2 separate regions of the Mus musculus genome follow, and region 1 is linked to region 2. Evidence: chromatin contacts called from public HiChIP or PLAC-seq data. All regions are on one chromosome and are shown on one strand. Each heading gives the region's core, a stretch centred on a gene start, on an enhancer-like site or on the middle of the called end of the contact. The rest is flanking DNA. Distances are from core to core; before and after follow the strand shown. Region 1 has its middle 20 kb from the start of Mtcl1. Region 2 overlaps Mtcl1 (microtubule crosslinking factor 1).

Region 1 (6,606 bases), core at 2,193-4,692, 110 kb before region 2:
GAGACCAAAGTGTCTGGATTATATAAAGAAGAGCCTGGGGGACAGAGGAGGTGGGAGGGCAACCAGGTCCTGGGCAGGAAAGTTCAAGGTTGGGGCAGGGTATGCCAGGTGGGGACTGAGGAATGCTGGGAGAACCTGGAGGCTAGGCCTACTTTGATATGTAAAATATGCACCCCAGTCCCTTGTCCCCCATACCCCCCTAGCCCCCTTGAAACCAAACAATCTGTTTTTGTAGCTCAGATCTTTACTAAAGGAGGCCAAAGCCACCAACAAAAATGACAGAAAGAAGTCAGTGTGTCCTGACTCAGTTTACAGGGAGAAGCAGAGGTGAACTGCTGAGACCTGGACTTGCCTGGGATTGCCAGGGTTTTGGAAACAAAGATTTAGGGTTAGGCCTAAGCTCCTTAGCTGCCAATGTGAAGCCTGTCATGGAATCAGCCCAGCCTTCTCAATAGAAACTGAAGAGATCGTGTGTTCTGAGGTAAAAGATGTGGCCTAAATCTAACCTGGTACAAAATGTAATTTTGTGAGATATGACTCCTATTCTGTTCTTCTGGGAAGAGTTTCACTTCTTTTTGTTTTCAAACTGGGTCTCAAGTAGATCGTGATGGCCTCTAACTCCCCAGGTTGGGAGTTGGGGGCGGGGGGGGGGGGGGAAGTAACCTTTAACCTCTGAGGGTAAAGGTGACTTTTAACCACTAGTCTTACTGCCTCCACCCTTCAAATGTTAGAATTGCAGACCTGGGTTTTGTCTCTTCTTTTGTTTCTGTAGTGCTGGGGACTGACTCTCAAATTAATGTTCTTGATTTAAAAAAAAAATAGATCTAATGATAAACTTTAATGAGATTAAGATTTACTGTAGGAAACATGCCACCCATCTACCAGCCAAGTAGCACAAAGTTGATCTGTAACAAACCTGCTTCTCCGATTACATCTGGTTTCTGTCACCTAATGACTATTTCCTTTTCCTGTATAATGTCCTGTTAAGGGTAAATTGCATTGTTCTCCTGGAGGCCTTTCTCTTTGGATGAAGAGTCTACTAAATCTCTCACTGAAATGGTTCAATGGCTTCAGGGAGCCCCAGCATGCTCTGGGGTTGTTTTCCTGTGGACTTCAAGAGCCTTACCAAGTCTACTAGACACAAATCCTTGTGTCTACCCAGGCTCACTGACTAGGGGGGTCTTGTAGGTGAGTTATTGTAGCATTCTGGGCACCAGGTGATGCTGGAAGGCTCAGTTTAAGAACCTCCTTTTGAAGAGACAGGAAGCCGCAAAGGATCGATCACAAAGACTAATAAGGAAGGGAAGGGGACAGCTCTGGTCTGTGCTTTTCATGGTTCAAAGTGGCATCCTTTTAATAAATAGGTTGTCATCACGGTGGAAGTTTAGACAGCGACCCCAAGATAAGCTCCTTGGTTTGTTGTTCCCACACCAGACTGGAGTTTTGTTCTGTGAGTGTAAACAGCTGATGCTGACCCTGTATCCATGATAACCACAAGCTGCGGACCAGCTTGGGCTGCCCCATTCAGGAGGAAGCTAAGGAGGAGTCTAATGAGAGTTTACTTCAGGGGCAACATGTCCAAACAAGTCAGAAAGATTTTGATTTGCTTGGCTCCCACCGACACAGTAAGTCTGGGACACTTGATAGGTTATTTCACTGCTGCCACCGGTAAAGTGAGCCAATTTAAACCAAATTAGATTAGATTAAAGGCAGATTTATTGGGAAGCTGTTCTTAGGTGGGCAAGTTCACTGGGCGCAAGGACCAAGGCCAGGGAGTCACCATGGGGAAAGGGCAGAGGGTGTAGGGGACAGAGAGAGAAGAGAAGAGGAGAAGAGAGACCGAAATGTCTGGATAGTATAGGGGGAAGCCTCTAGGAAACGACAGCCCAGCCTCTGGGCTGGAAAGTTCAGGGTTGGGGGCAGGGTATGCCAGGTAGGGACTGAGGGATGCTGGGAGAACCTGGAGGTCAGGTCTGCTTTGGTATGTGAAATATGCACCTCAGTTCCTTGTTCCCAGTCCAAACAACAGTGTCCCATTCCCAACCGAAGACATTAAAATTTTTGACAGGTGCTAAGAGCTACTAACACCTTTCTTAGAGTGAGGAGCAGAAAGAAGTAGTGGCTGCAGAAACACTCCTTGGAAGAAGCCACAGGCAGTCAGTCTCCTGACTTACAGACTGGTCCTCACCAAACTCTCCTCCCGTTGTTGACTTCTCTTTCCTGTGCATCAACAACAGCAACCGTCTTTCCTGAGGACCCTTGCTTATAAAATGGCTAAGTGAGGTCCAAAGCTAGGAGTAGCCAGCCATAGCCATCTTGGTGTTCTCTCTGTGTGTGGTAGCATGTATTTGCTGGATGACTTAGCAAGGACTCTGCATGTCTGGGTGGCTAGGTGTGAATCACACACACAACCGCGATGGTGATTTTTATTATCAGGAAGGTGGGGTTCAAGGGACATTTATCAGGGAAATTGGAGCCCCTTCTTAGGATTGTTAGTCCTATGAATAAGATAATTTCAGAATGGTCTCAAATGAAAGCTCACAATTTAGTAAGGTGTAGAAGAAACCCCCCAGGGTAGACAAGCTGTAAATCTTTGCAGCTGCCCACAGGAGAATGGAAGAAAGAAGCAAAGACGAAACTTGCGTTTTTGGCATGAAGTCTGCCGCACAGCAGTGGGCAGCCATGTGGCGAGAAAAGGGCTTCGGAGTGACAGGAGTGACAGAGGGATAAGAAGCGCCTGCATCAGAAAGAGCAGACCAAGGCTCTGGCCAGTGTCTAGAAGAAATAGAAGAATAAAAGAAAAAGGAAGCTGGGCGTGGTGGCACACGCCTTTAATCCCAGCACTTGGGAGGCAGAGGTGGGCAGATTTCTGAGTTCGAGGCCAGCCTGGTCTACAGAGTGAGTTCCAGGACAGCCAGGGCTACACAGAGAAACCCTGTCTCAAAAAACCAAAACAAACAAACAAACAAACAAATAAATAAGAAAGAAAAAGAAAAAGGAAGAGTGTCCCTAAGAGGCCTTCACTGCCACCTCAGAGCAGCTTGTAAGAACTGTATAAGGGGTGGGCATTCTGGGTAAAAAGTGCGGTGTCTCGTTAAAGGGAAAATTACCCTCACCACCACCTCCTTAGCTTAATTTTGGGTGAGCCAGCCTCCTTCCTTCCTGACGGGGCGGTGCCTTGGCCCATGGATTGACCCGTGCAACTGGAAGGTTAGGTCTGTACCCAGGCTGGAGACTGTTGTACAGAGCAGGAATTTTCCTTTAATGGTCCCAACGGCTGCTTTAATTTCATGTAAATTAAATCCCTTTTAGGTTGGGAGTGTCAGGGTTTGTAGGAGGTACACTCAACTAGCACAGACTCCCCCACACATACACCAACCCCTTTCACGATGTAAAATGCTGTGGTGGTTATTTGTGGCTCTCCTTCCATTAGATATGGACTCCCCGTGTCAACACACACACACTTCTCCCAGGAAGCTCGCCTCATAGCCACCTCTGAGCTCATTGTGGACAGCAAAGAAAACTCTTGAAAATCCAAGCTGCCCTTTTCTTTTCTTTTTTTTAGGGCAGTCTGTGTACCTTTGGGTTCTCAGGGAAGGAGTTTGCCGAGGAAAATGGGGAATGTCAACAGGAGAGAGGCTCTGTTTTCCTAATGATGAAGCCTGCTAAGCTTGGAGAGTTAGATTAACATATAAACAGGTTAATTTGGAGAAGAGCTGAGCTGCAGAGCTAGGCTGCTGTTGCTGCTGGGTGTGCTAATTATGATCCTCTGTAATCCTTCTAGGGTGCTGGGAAAAAGGAATCGGAGAACTGGAGAAAAACTAAAACCCAAGGAGGTTCAGTGACAAGGCCAAAGGGGTCACAGGACCACCAGGAATTTGTTCTATGTTTTGAATGTGCTAAGGGTTTTATATGCAATTCCTCATTTATTTGGTGGGTGTCTTTGTTTTTACACAGGCTCTTTATGTACCCCTGGCTAGCCTGGAACTAACTATGTTTATCAGGCTGCTCTCAAATTTACAGAGATCCACCCCTGCATCTACCTCCCACGTCCTGGGATGCCCGTCCTGGGATGCCCGTCACGATCTCTCTCTCTCCTTTTTTTTTTATTTTTTTAATTTTTTTGGTATTTCGAGACAGGGTTTCTCTGTGTAGACGGGGCTGTCCTGCAACTCACTTTGTAGACCAGGCTGGCCTCAAACTCAGAAATCTGCCTGCTTCTACAATATCTCTTAATTCTCTCAATTGCTTTTGGGATTTTTTTTTTTAATTATTATCTCCAAATTCATTATGAGACAGGCAACTACCTAACCACAAAGAGAAATTAAGTTGCAACTGGCCCAGATTAACTCTGATAGTGACTGGCAAAGTCAGATGAGCTGAGGTTAGCCTGCTTCCAAAGGACATTGGAAGGACATTGACTCACACAAATTAAAGTTGGGTGTTCTCTCTCTGTCTCTCTGTGTCTCTTTCTCCTATCTCTGTCTCTGTCCTCTCTCTATCTCTCTGTCTCTCTCTGTCTCTGTCTCTGTGTGTGTGTGTGTGTGTGTGTGTGTGTGTGTGTGTGTGAGAGAGAGAGAGAGAGAGAGAGAGAGATACAGTTATCCTATATAGAGCGGAACACTCAATAATCTCTTATTCTCAGGACTTTGACTGGCTAGCGTTAGTAATAATGAATTTAACAATAAGTTAATATAGACCTTCTGTATTAACTGATGCACTGCAGAGAGACACTTTCTAGCCAAAGTTGAGGGTGGAACTAGCCTATTTGTATAAATGTAAATATTTAGAAGACAGCTTAGCAGCATGTAACAGGGTCTTTCTTAGAGTCTATGCATCCTGGGCCCTGACTAGATTTATAGTGCAGATAGATTTCATCCTGAGGAATGGGCTTTGAGTCCAATCCAAAAGTGGTTGGCTAGCTCATTCTCTCATGGCCTCATTCTCTCATGTCTGATAGGTTGGGGTTGTAGTGAGGCGGGGGATGGGAAATGGGGTGAGGGTTCCACTTACTATCACTCCTAGTGACCCTCTAGGAAAATTTTTGCTTCCTGTCCCCATAACTCTAGGTTCTGCTGGCTTAGAAGTTTTGGCTCCAGAGAGGGGAGTGCTCCTACCAGGAGCTACAACAAACATTTCATTGAACTGGAAGCTCAGACTTCCCCCTGGTCATTTTGGGCTTCTAATGCCCTTAAACCAACAGGCTAAAAAAGGAATAACAGTGTTAGGAGGGGTGATAGATCCAGATTACCATGGGGAAATTGGATTACCTCTTCACAATGGTGGTAAGCAAGATTATGTCTGGAGTGCAGGAGATCCCTTAGGGCGTCTCTTAGTACTACCATGTCCTGTGATTAAAGTCAATGGGAAACTACAACAGCCTAATCCAAGCAGGATGACAAAGGACGCAGACCCATCAGGAATGAAGGTATGGGTCAATCCTCCAGGAAAAGAGCCAAGACCTGCTGAGGTGCTGGCTGAAGGTGAAGGAAATACAGAATGGGTAGTAGAGGAAGGTAGTTATAAATACCAATTAAGGCCACGTAACCAGTTGCAGAAACGAGGATTATAAAGTAATATGAATGCCCATTGTAAATTTACTAATGCGTTTGCGATTGTACGAGGGATAGTTATATCATGTTAGGCGTATTTACAACCTTGTTATTGTTTCATGTGAACATGAGATATTATTTGTGTCAAGTTGACAAGGGGTGACTTCCCAACCCCCGGTGGCCTGTACTTCACGTTCCAGCATAGTGAAAACTATGCCAGTAGGGAGGCGTTTTCAGGTCAGGTTCCAGTTTGATTTCTCTGTCCTGCCGTTAAAGTGTCTTCTGTAGTAGGTAGGGTCCTACCACCCAGTTCTGGTGGATAACCAATAACAGTGCATGCTCATCTTTTTCCTTTCCTTTTCTTTTTTTTTAGATTTATTTATTTATTACATGTAAGTACACTGTAGCTGTCTTCAGACACCCCAGAAGAGGGCATCAGATCTCATAATGGATGGTTGTGAGCCATCATGTGGTTGCTGGGATCTGAACTCACGACCTTCAGAAGAGCAGTCGACACTCTTTTTTTTTTTTTTTTTTTTTTTGTTTAAAGATTTATTTGTTTGTTTGTTTATTATATATAAGTACACTGTAGCTGACTTCAGACACACCAGAAGAGGGTATCAGATCTCATTACGGGTGGTTGTGAGCCACCATGTGGTTGCTGGGATTTGAACTTCGGACCTTCTGAAGAGCAGTCGGGTGCTCTTACCCACTGAGCCATCTCACCAGCCCGCAGTCGACACTCTTAACCGCTGAGCCATCTCTCCAGCCCACGCTCATCTTTTTATGGGAGGGGATTCAAATCAGATCCTCACGCTTACACAGAAAGTACAGTTACCCACGGAGCCCACTCCCCAGCCACATCACACTGAGGTACTGGGTCCTGAGAACTGGCACATGACGAGAAAGTGTCCACCACTGAGGGACACTCTCAGCGTTGGACTTCTAGGTTTTAAGTTGACAAAGAGCATCTGGTGTTCAGTTTCTATTATTATACATGGAAGGCTGTGTTTCATTTTTTAGTGTCTCACTGTATAGTCCTGGCTGGCCTGGA
Region 2 (7,470 bases), core at 2,967-5,466:
AGTTTTCTGGTGCATGGTAGGTCTCCCATTGTCTTGGTAGTCTCTACCAGGGCTTGAGAGAAGCCAGAGACTACAGGAAGTAAGACGTAGATTTCTAATTCTTTTCTTCTCTGTCATTGTAATGATCCCGTGTGCCAAGCACGGGCACACAGGGGAAATGAGGTCTCCTTACACGGCATCTGAGTCAATCGCAAACATGCACCCAAGTAGCATTTTCCTGATGGGAGGATGGAGATTTCTATTAAGCACCAAGAGGTCGGCAGTGAAGAAGGTTGTAATGCCTTCTTCCCTTTGAAACAGTGCTTGCTGCTACCTCACAGAATTCATGAGCTTGCTAATCACCCTTAAACTTAAAAGGATTCCTACGTTTCACATCTCCTGCGCACCGTAAAGCTTGGGTAGTAGGTAGGCTACTGTAGAGAACCTTGTTTGGGTTTGGATGGCACATTGGATCGACTGCTTTTCACAGCATCTGTTTGATTCTGTTCAAGATGGAGGAGGACCACCTCTACGCCCTGCGGTGGAAGGAACTGGAGATGCACAGCCTGGCCCTGCAGAACACCCTTCACAAGCGGACGTGGAGCGACGAGAAGAATCTGCTGCAGCAGGAGCTCAGGTCCCTGAAGCAGAACATCTTCCTCTTCTACGTCAAGCTCAGGTGGCTGCTGAAACACTGGCGCCAAGGGAAGCAGATGGAGGAGGGAGGAGAGGATCTGGAGGAGGTAACGCCTCCCACCCGCCCAGCCCATTTAGTTTGCATCTGTTGTGTCTTTGGCACCCACCCCCACCCCACTGCCATATCTATGGTGTCCCTTGCTTTTTTTTTTTTTTTTTTCCATTTTTTATTAGGTATTTAGCTCATTTACATTTCCAATGCTATACCAAAAGTCCCCCATACCCACCCACTCCCACTCCCCTCCTTGCTTTTATTTATCTATCTTTCCACCTCAATCCAAGCCATAGAAATGGAGTGGCCTGTCCAGGCACACGCAAAAGACGACCCGAGTGTTGGACTTGGACTTGGGTCTAAGAGTGTCCCCATCTTTAATCCCACTCTGGAACAGTTCTGTTCACACATCCCCGTTGTTGCAGAGAGATGTCAGTCTCTGAGGTCATCACCCAGGAGTCTTCGCTTCTCAGCCAAGCTCGGTGGTTTATAAAAGCCTGGTGCACAAATGTTTCTTGGCCTTGCACATCCCACATACTGAGTCCATCCCTCAGCTTTGTAAGGATTCCTTCTAAGCCTTACAATGGTCATTCTGTCACCTCTGACATCTATACCCATTTAACCGGTGCTTTGCAATTCCTAGATTGAGAGAGCAGGGTTTGTTGCTTTCTGCTTAGTTTCATTTCCATAGAGAGAGCAAGGTTGGTTGGTCAATGAGTGTCTCGCATGTATGTGTGTGTCTGTGTACCATGTGTGTGCCAGCAGCACCCAGCAGTGGGTGTGGGATCCCCTGGAACTGGAGTTATGGATGGCTGTGAGCTGCCATGTGGGTACTGGGAACTAAAACCAGGTTCCTCCTTGCAAGGGCAGCAAGTGTTCTTAGCCTCTGAGCCATTCCTCTTGCCCCTTAGGATTTTGTTTTTGAAACAGGATTTTTGGCTGTTTTGGACTCAAAACAGCCAAAAACAGCCAGCCTAGGCTGGCTTTGAACTCAAGATTCTTAGTCCTCAGTTGCTAAGATTACAGGTTTGGGCCATCTTACTTGGTACTGACCAACTCTTTACTGCCCAACTGAGTGCCCTGTGGCTTTGCATGTCCTGTCCCCCAGTCTCACTTGCTGGGCGGCCTGGGCAGCCACACAGGCCTCTAACTCAGCTATTTCTGTGTTGTGAGAACTTGGAGCCCTTTGAGATGCCAGAGCCTTTTGTCTGCCTTTGAGTAAACAATGCATGCCATTGAAGTTACCCTGAGAATGCCAATTCTCTCTCCTCAGATTGAGGAACATCCTTAAAAATTAATTCAACCAGGTTCCCAGGATCCATGCCATGGAAAAACATGGTCAAGCAAATCCTAGACGTGGCTGTGAAGTTTCTTGCTAAGGAATACACTGGAATTCCTCCTCTGTCATTCACGTCGTAATTTACAAAAAAAAATAAATAAAAGTTTTCATGAGTTCTTTTCTAATAAATTGAGCACCCTTCCTAGACTGCTTAAATGAAAGAAATGCAGGGAGTGGAATGGGCCTCTTAGTGGAAAAGACAGAGAAGGACTTCATCACTTCCAAAGTGAGCAGTTACCCCAGCAGGCCACGCGTAGTTCTAGTGTGAGGCTTGTGTGAGACCAGGTGTTTAAGACTAACTAGTCTTGGCTACTCATAAGGAGACTCCGTCATATTTGAATAGTTGGTCTGTAGAACCAAAGAGTATAGTCGAAGTTAAGATCATTATGCCTCCTGGTTTTCAGAGCGAACATCCAGAGAATGTGCCTGGGCTTGCTGAGCTTGGAGTCCAGGGGGTTCACCAGACAGATGGGATAGACCAGGAGGATGCTGACCAAGGCTGTAGCCTTCCCATGGGAGAGCATGCCCCACACTCCCTGGTACAGATCAGCGAACACGGATCACGGCTACAGAGTTCAGACGGGGGACCACTTAACAAACAGGTAGGTGCCTAGCTCTCAGGCCAGCATTCTGTACACCCAGGAGGGAGACTCTCATCTTATTCCAAATGCTGATGTTCCTGGGTGCACAAAAGTCCTCAGCTGCCTCTGGTGACCTTTTGGTACTGGGGAAAGAATTGGAATGTCACCAGATGTCCTGACATGCCTTTCTTTCACTCCCATGTTAGCTCGTCTATTCATCTGGTTAGCCCATAGCTTAGGACCGTAGTTAGATCAGGTCTATTGAATACCTGCCTCCTTGGACCCAGAAAATTGGTCTCAGAATGAAGAAATTCAATAGGCAGACCTCTAAGAAGAGAGAATAATTGTTTTTAATCATAGAGAGGTAACAACCTTGAAGGGCTTTCTGGTTGGTGTTTAACTGAGTAGTCATTGCCAACAGCACTGCATTGGTAACATATTTTATAAGGAAAAATAAAGAAGTATTTGTTTAAATTCCCATCATGCACAAAGTATTTCACATCTCTCTGACCACTTGAAGCACACAACATGTATTTACATGGTGACACTTTGGACAAATTACAGAGTGTGTTAAGAGGAGTGTAGATTAAATATTACTAAATGGTTAGTGTCACCGAGGACCACAAACAGAAACTCCAAAGGCCAACTCCTCCCACAACCCCACATAAACATTATTTTATCTATCTATCTATCTATCTATCTATCTATCTATCTATCTATCTATCTATCTATTTATTTAACGTTCCTAAAACAAAGTAGTGTCTGTATTTGGAGACTTGAAATCCTGAGAGATCTCTGAGTACTTTCTGACCCTCCTTGGCTTCTCAGAGAGTTCTGACAGGAAGCCTGGATTCCTCACCCTGGCTGCCTGCTTGCAGGGGTAAGGGTGCAGGTTTTGGCACTGGGCATAGCCCAGCCTTCCAGCCACAGGCATTGTGGTTTACTCCTGCCATGTGCTGTAGCTGCTGTTTCTTTCTCACCTGTCCTCTCTGCCCAGAGTTGTGTGGGTCAAGTGGGAGTTGGCTGTCGCTAGCAATTTGGTGCAGATTCCAATGTGAAAACGGTGGTCTTTGGAGTGCAGGTTAAGAGGATATCTGGGGTTCCTCTCAGCGCTTTCTCTTCTTCATACACAAATCCGAACAGTTGTCTGTACCCCACCCACCTTCCTTCTCCCTCGAGCCTGTGAGTCAGGATGGAGATAATAACTTTCAAAGGAACCTCTCCTCACACTCACCAGGAAGTGCGTCAGCGTGCCAGAATCCCCAGGGAGATTTGAGGTCATGGAATAAGTTTTCCAGCAGTGATCTAGTTAGAGACTGGAATGGTACAAGCTATGAATAAAGCTTTAAACGTAGGCATTTTATTGATTTGAAAAGAGGTATTGTCATCAGTCGGAAGTGTCTCTGGCTCCAATCAATACTTAGACAGAAACCTGTCAATATGAAGACCATGTGGTGAAGCCTTTCCCAGGAGAGCACCCAAATGCTTTGGAGAAAGGAAGAGATGTAAACACATCTGGTTTTCTAAACAGTCATGGAAAATGTTACCGTGGGGGTGAAAAATAATGTAAAGTTACCCAGCCGGAACCACCCATCAGTGTGTCTGAATGTTTATTTCCCCCTCGCCTTCTGTGGTTTCTCTTAAAAGTAGGGCAGACATCTAAGTTTCCACCGCATACGGCGTGCAGGATGGGCTAGTTGGGGAGTGCTCATGTCAGAATCAGCTCTGCGTCTCCATCAGCCTGAAGTCAGGAAAGGGAACGTGCGCAGTGCCGTGTGCGCAGTGCCGTGTGCGCAGTGCCGTGTGCGCAGTGCCGTGTGCGCAGTGCCGTGTGCGCAGTGCCGTGTGCGCAGTGCCGTGTGCGCAGTGCCGTGTGCGCAGTGCCGTGTGCGCAGTGCCGTGTGCGCAGTGCCGTGTGCGCAGTGCCGTGTGCGCAGTGCGGACTGGTAAACCACAGCTGGTTCACTAGGCGTGAACATTCTCCATCAGAGGCAGCCTGAATGCAAGAGCCACGACGTGTGTTTTTAAAAGCTGCTGTGCAGAACCATGGCCCCTTCGAAGCCCAGGGGGAGTGATAAGTAGCGTGGGAAACATGGCCAAACGGCGTCCCCGAGGTTCAATAAGCAACTAACAACATTTTCCAACCCCAATCTTGGATTGGTGTTTTGCTGCAGTTCCCACCGCGGAACCCTGTCGACGGCAACATTTATCAGGTCCGGAGGAGTTCAGTATCGCAGGTGTCCACTCACGTGGAGAACAAGAAGCACACTTCACCAGGTTGGCAAGCATTCGGTTGTGCCAACATCCCCTACTTCCCAGTCTTCAGTGACACAATCCCATGGCAGTGACCCCATTCTCAAGCACACTGTGCCCTTTCATCTTCTTAGGTGAGAGCAAGGGAAAATGGGCTCAGCGACTCCCGACGAGCTCAGGCCTGCGGCTGCCCAGTGGCCATGGCCGAGAATGCTTGCTGTACTTTTTAGTGATTACTGAAATGGAGGTCTGATCACAGGTTATTCATGTGGCCAACACTGCCCTATGGTCCCAGGGCAAAACAAAGGGGGTGGCTTTGATGGCTAAAGAGAGAACAGTTCATGTGGCAAGCCTAACATAAGATTCATGACAATAGTGGAAGAAACGTGACTTCACGTTGATCTCTGAGACACCTTTCACCATACTGCTAGAGTCCTTTGTCCCCAAAGCTGGCCTTCCCTCAGCTAGTAGACTTTGTTGTTGTTTAAAGATTTATTTATTTATTTTATGTATATATGAGTGCACTGTCACTATCTTCAGGGATACCAGAAGAGGGCATTGGATCTCATTGCAGATGGTTGTGAGCCACCATGTGGTTGCTGGGAATTGAACCCAGGACCTCTGGAAGAGCAGTCAGTGCTCTTAATCACTGAGCCACCTCTCCAGTCTGCTAATAGTCTTTGACTATGCGGCCTCTCTGTTTGGTAAAGAATATTCTGGAAAGAGCCCTTCTAATGAGATAAGCATGTCAGAACAATAAGCCACCACTCTAACCTCCTTCCGCACCCCAGCTCTGGTGATTACATACTTATGACCACAACACTCAGGAGGCTGAGACAGGAAGATTTCAAGTTAGAGGCCAACCTGAGGTACATAGCTAGTCTCCAGAAACAAACTTCAATGAGAGAGGATGCCGATGTAGTTCAGTAATAGGGCACTCACCTCGAAAGCACAAGGCCCTGGGTTCACTCCCTGCTCCTTCCCAAAAACTTAATTCTTTAACAGCTTCCCCTCTTGTGCCTTGACAGTCCATACATTTTGGGAGTTTTTTGCACTGCAGCCTGGTTTACTCTTTAGATCCTATAACTTCCCTAGGAGTCAGACCAGAGCAAACTAGACCAGAGCTCACGATCAGTCAGACCAAAGCAAACTAGACCAGAGCTCACGATCACACACAGTTGGTTTGTGTTGTGTCTTTGGTTGGTTGCTGTTGTCTCCAGAAACTGCAGGCATAGGTAAACATTTACAGGTACTTAAAGTACTTAGTAAAAGGGCTCACCCTGCCCCCACCCCCAGCCTCCCTCCCAGAATGCACCACACTCAGTAGTTTATAGCATACCTCCCACAAGGAAGGCAGGTCCTAGAGCTCTCTGGTCTGTGGCTCAGATGACCAGCTGATTTTCCTCAAGCTTGTCCTGATTCCTCAGGTGAGGCTATACATGCAGAGTGCAGAGTTATTGCATATTATTAGCCGATAACACAGTGTAACCTACTAAACGTGTGTCTCTTTGATAATCCCTCAGCCACCTGATTTTATTCTTGGCGGGGGGGGGGGGGGGGGGGGGAGGGAGCACGGCACTCTTAGAGCATAGACCGAGCGTCTTCCTGGCCACGAGCCCCTGGCACATTCCCAGCCAGAAGGCAAATGATGTCTGCGTGACTGTGAGTATCATTTCTGGAAGCTCCCACCGTAGATTACACTTTCAAGGTCAGTCTTCAGTGGCCCTTTCTCTTTTATCTGTGGAAAGATAATGGCTTCAGAAAAGAATGCCGAATTTAATCTCCGTGTAACAATGACGGCGGGAGTGACCAATGGCTCCTGTAGGGAAATGTTGCTGATCCATGGATCTATCATTTTAAGGACTTGTTTGGGATTTCCTGCCAATAGCCGTGGACCACCTGGAATTGATACTATTTGCTTTTATGGAACTTCACATGAGCTCCCTTCTCGGAATCTTTGTCGAATAGAAACTGGCCCTGCGTGGATCAGGCAGGCAACCAGGGCAGCTACCTCAACGCTGCACTACCCTGCCTGTGTGGGCAGCTGAATTAAATAGGGGCAGAGGCCATCAACGCCGTGTTGTGCCTGGCTCTTTGTTTGTCCCCTCATGATGGCAGGTCAAAGGATCTCATTCGCCTTTTGATTAAGCCTGTTCTCAAAGGTAATGACTTAGAGGCAGGCCGGGCAGTGCTGAAGATGGCTCCATGCTTCACACGTGATGCAAAGGTCTCAGAAATCTCAGACTCTGAAAAAATATCTGGTATTGCCCCATAAGTAACTTGTAACACCACCTTATCCATACTCCTGCCTCACTGGCTATGAACAGTACCACAGGCTCGGAAGGCAGTCTGGGTGACTGAAGGCCAACCTTGAAACCATCAAGAAAAGAAAGATCCATGAGTACAGACTTCAGTTTTGGATGCTAAAGTGCCACAGCACCCAAGAGGTGAGCTGCGAAGGACCAGAATGTCCTTAAACAAAGGACCAGGAAATAATAAGGCTGTTGGTATCATCCAACGAGTCTGAAAAGACTGTGGTTTTGTTTTTATTTTGTTTTGCTGAAGTTAAAACTGAATTGAAATGTGCAAACAACAACAACAACAAAAAATTGCATAGTTGGACTCTGGCC

The links. HiChIP or PLAC-seq counts read pairs in DNA pulled down with a chosen protein or histone mark.
Region 1: a contact with region 2 is called in an H3K27ac HiChIP or PLAC-seq map of embryonic stem cells, with 5 read pairs. The contact joins two enhancer-like sites. A contact is called at or near these places in 3 of 39 promoter capture datasets (embryonic stem cells and neural stem cells), 2 of 15 datasets of contacts at CTCF or cohesin (the NIH/3T3 cell line and embryonic stem cells), 31 of 484 Hi-C or Micro-C datasets (the C2C12 cell line, the HL-1 cell line, adipose-derived mesenchymal stem cells and 13 more), 16 of 115 datasets of contacts at active chromatin or transcription factors (a colorectal cancer cell line, craniofacial prominence, embryonic fibroblasts and 8 more) and 2 of 9 other capture datasets (adipose tissue and pancreatic islet).

What each region holds. Positions count from the first base shown.
Region 1 is chr17:66,466,902-66,473,507 of GRCm38.p6, reverse strand. No RefSeq gene overlaps it. Among named protein-coding and RNA genes, the nearest start is that of Mtcl1, 20 kb to the right of the region's middle. Within about 2 kb of position 3,442, at least 29 of the 459 cell types and tissues checked have an H3K27ac peak or open chromatin away from gene starts, as enhancers often do. A contact at or near this core is called in embryonic stem cells and trophoblast stem cells, where this site is marked.
Region 2 is chr17:66,361,482-66,368,951 of GRCm38.p6, reverse strand. It overlaps Mtcl1 (microtubule crosslinking factor 1), which reads left to right. Exons shown (of 14, transcript NM_172963.4): 7 at 492-722; 8 at 2,411-2,608. Among named protein-coding and RNA genes, the nearest start is that of Mtcl1, 85 kb to the left of the region's middle. Within about 2 kb of position 4,216, at least 80 of the 459 cell types and tissues checked have an H3K27ac peak or open chromatin away from gene starts, as enhancers often do. A contact at or near this core is called in embryonic stem cells and trophoblast stem cells, where this site is marked.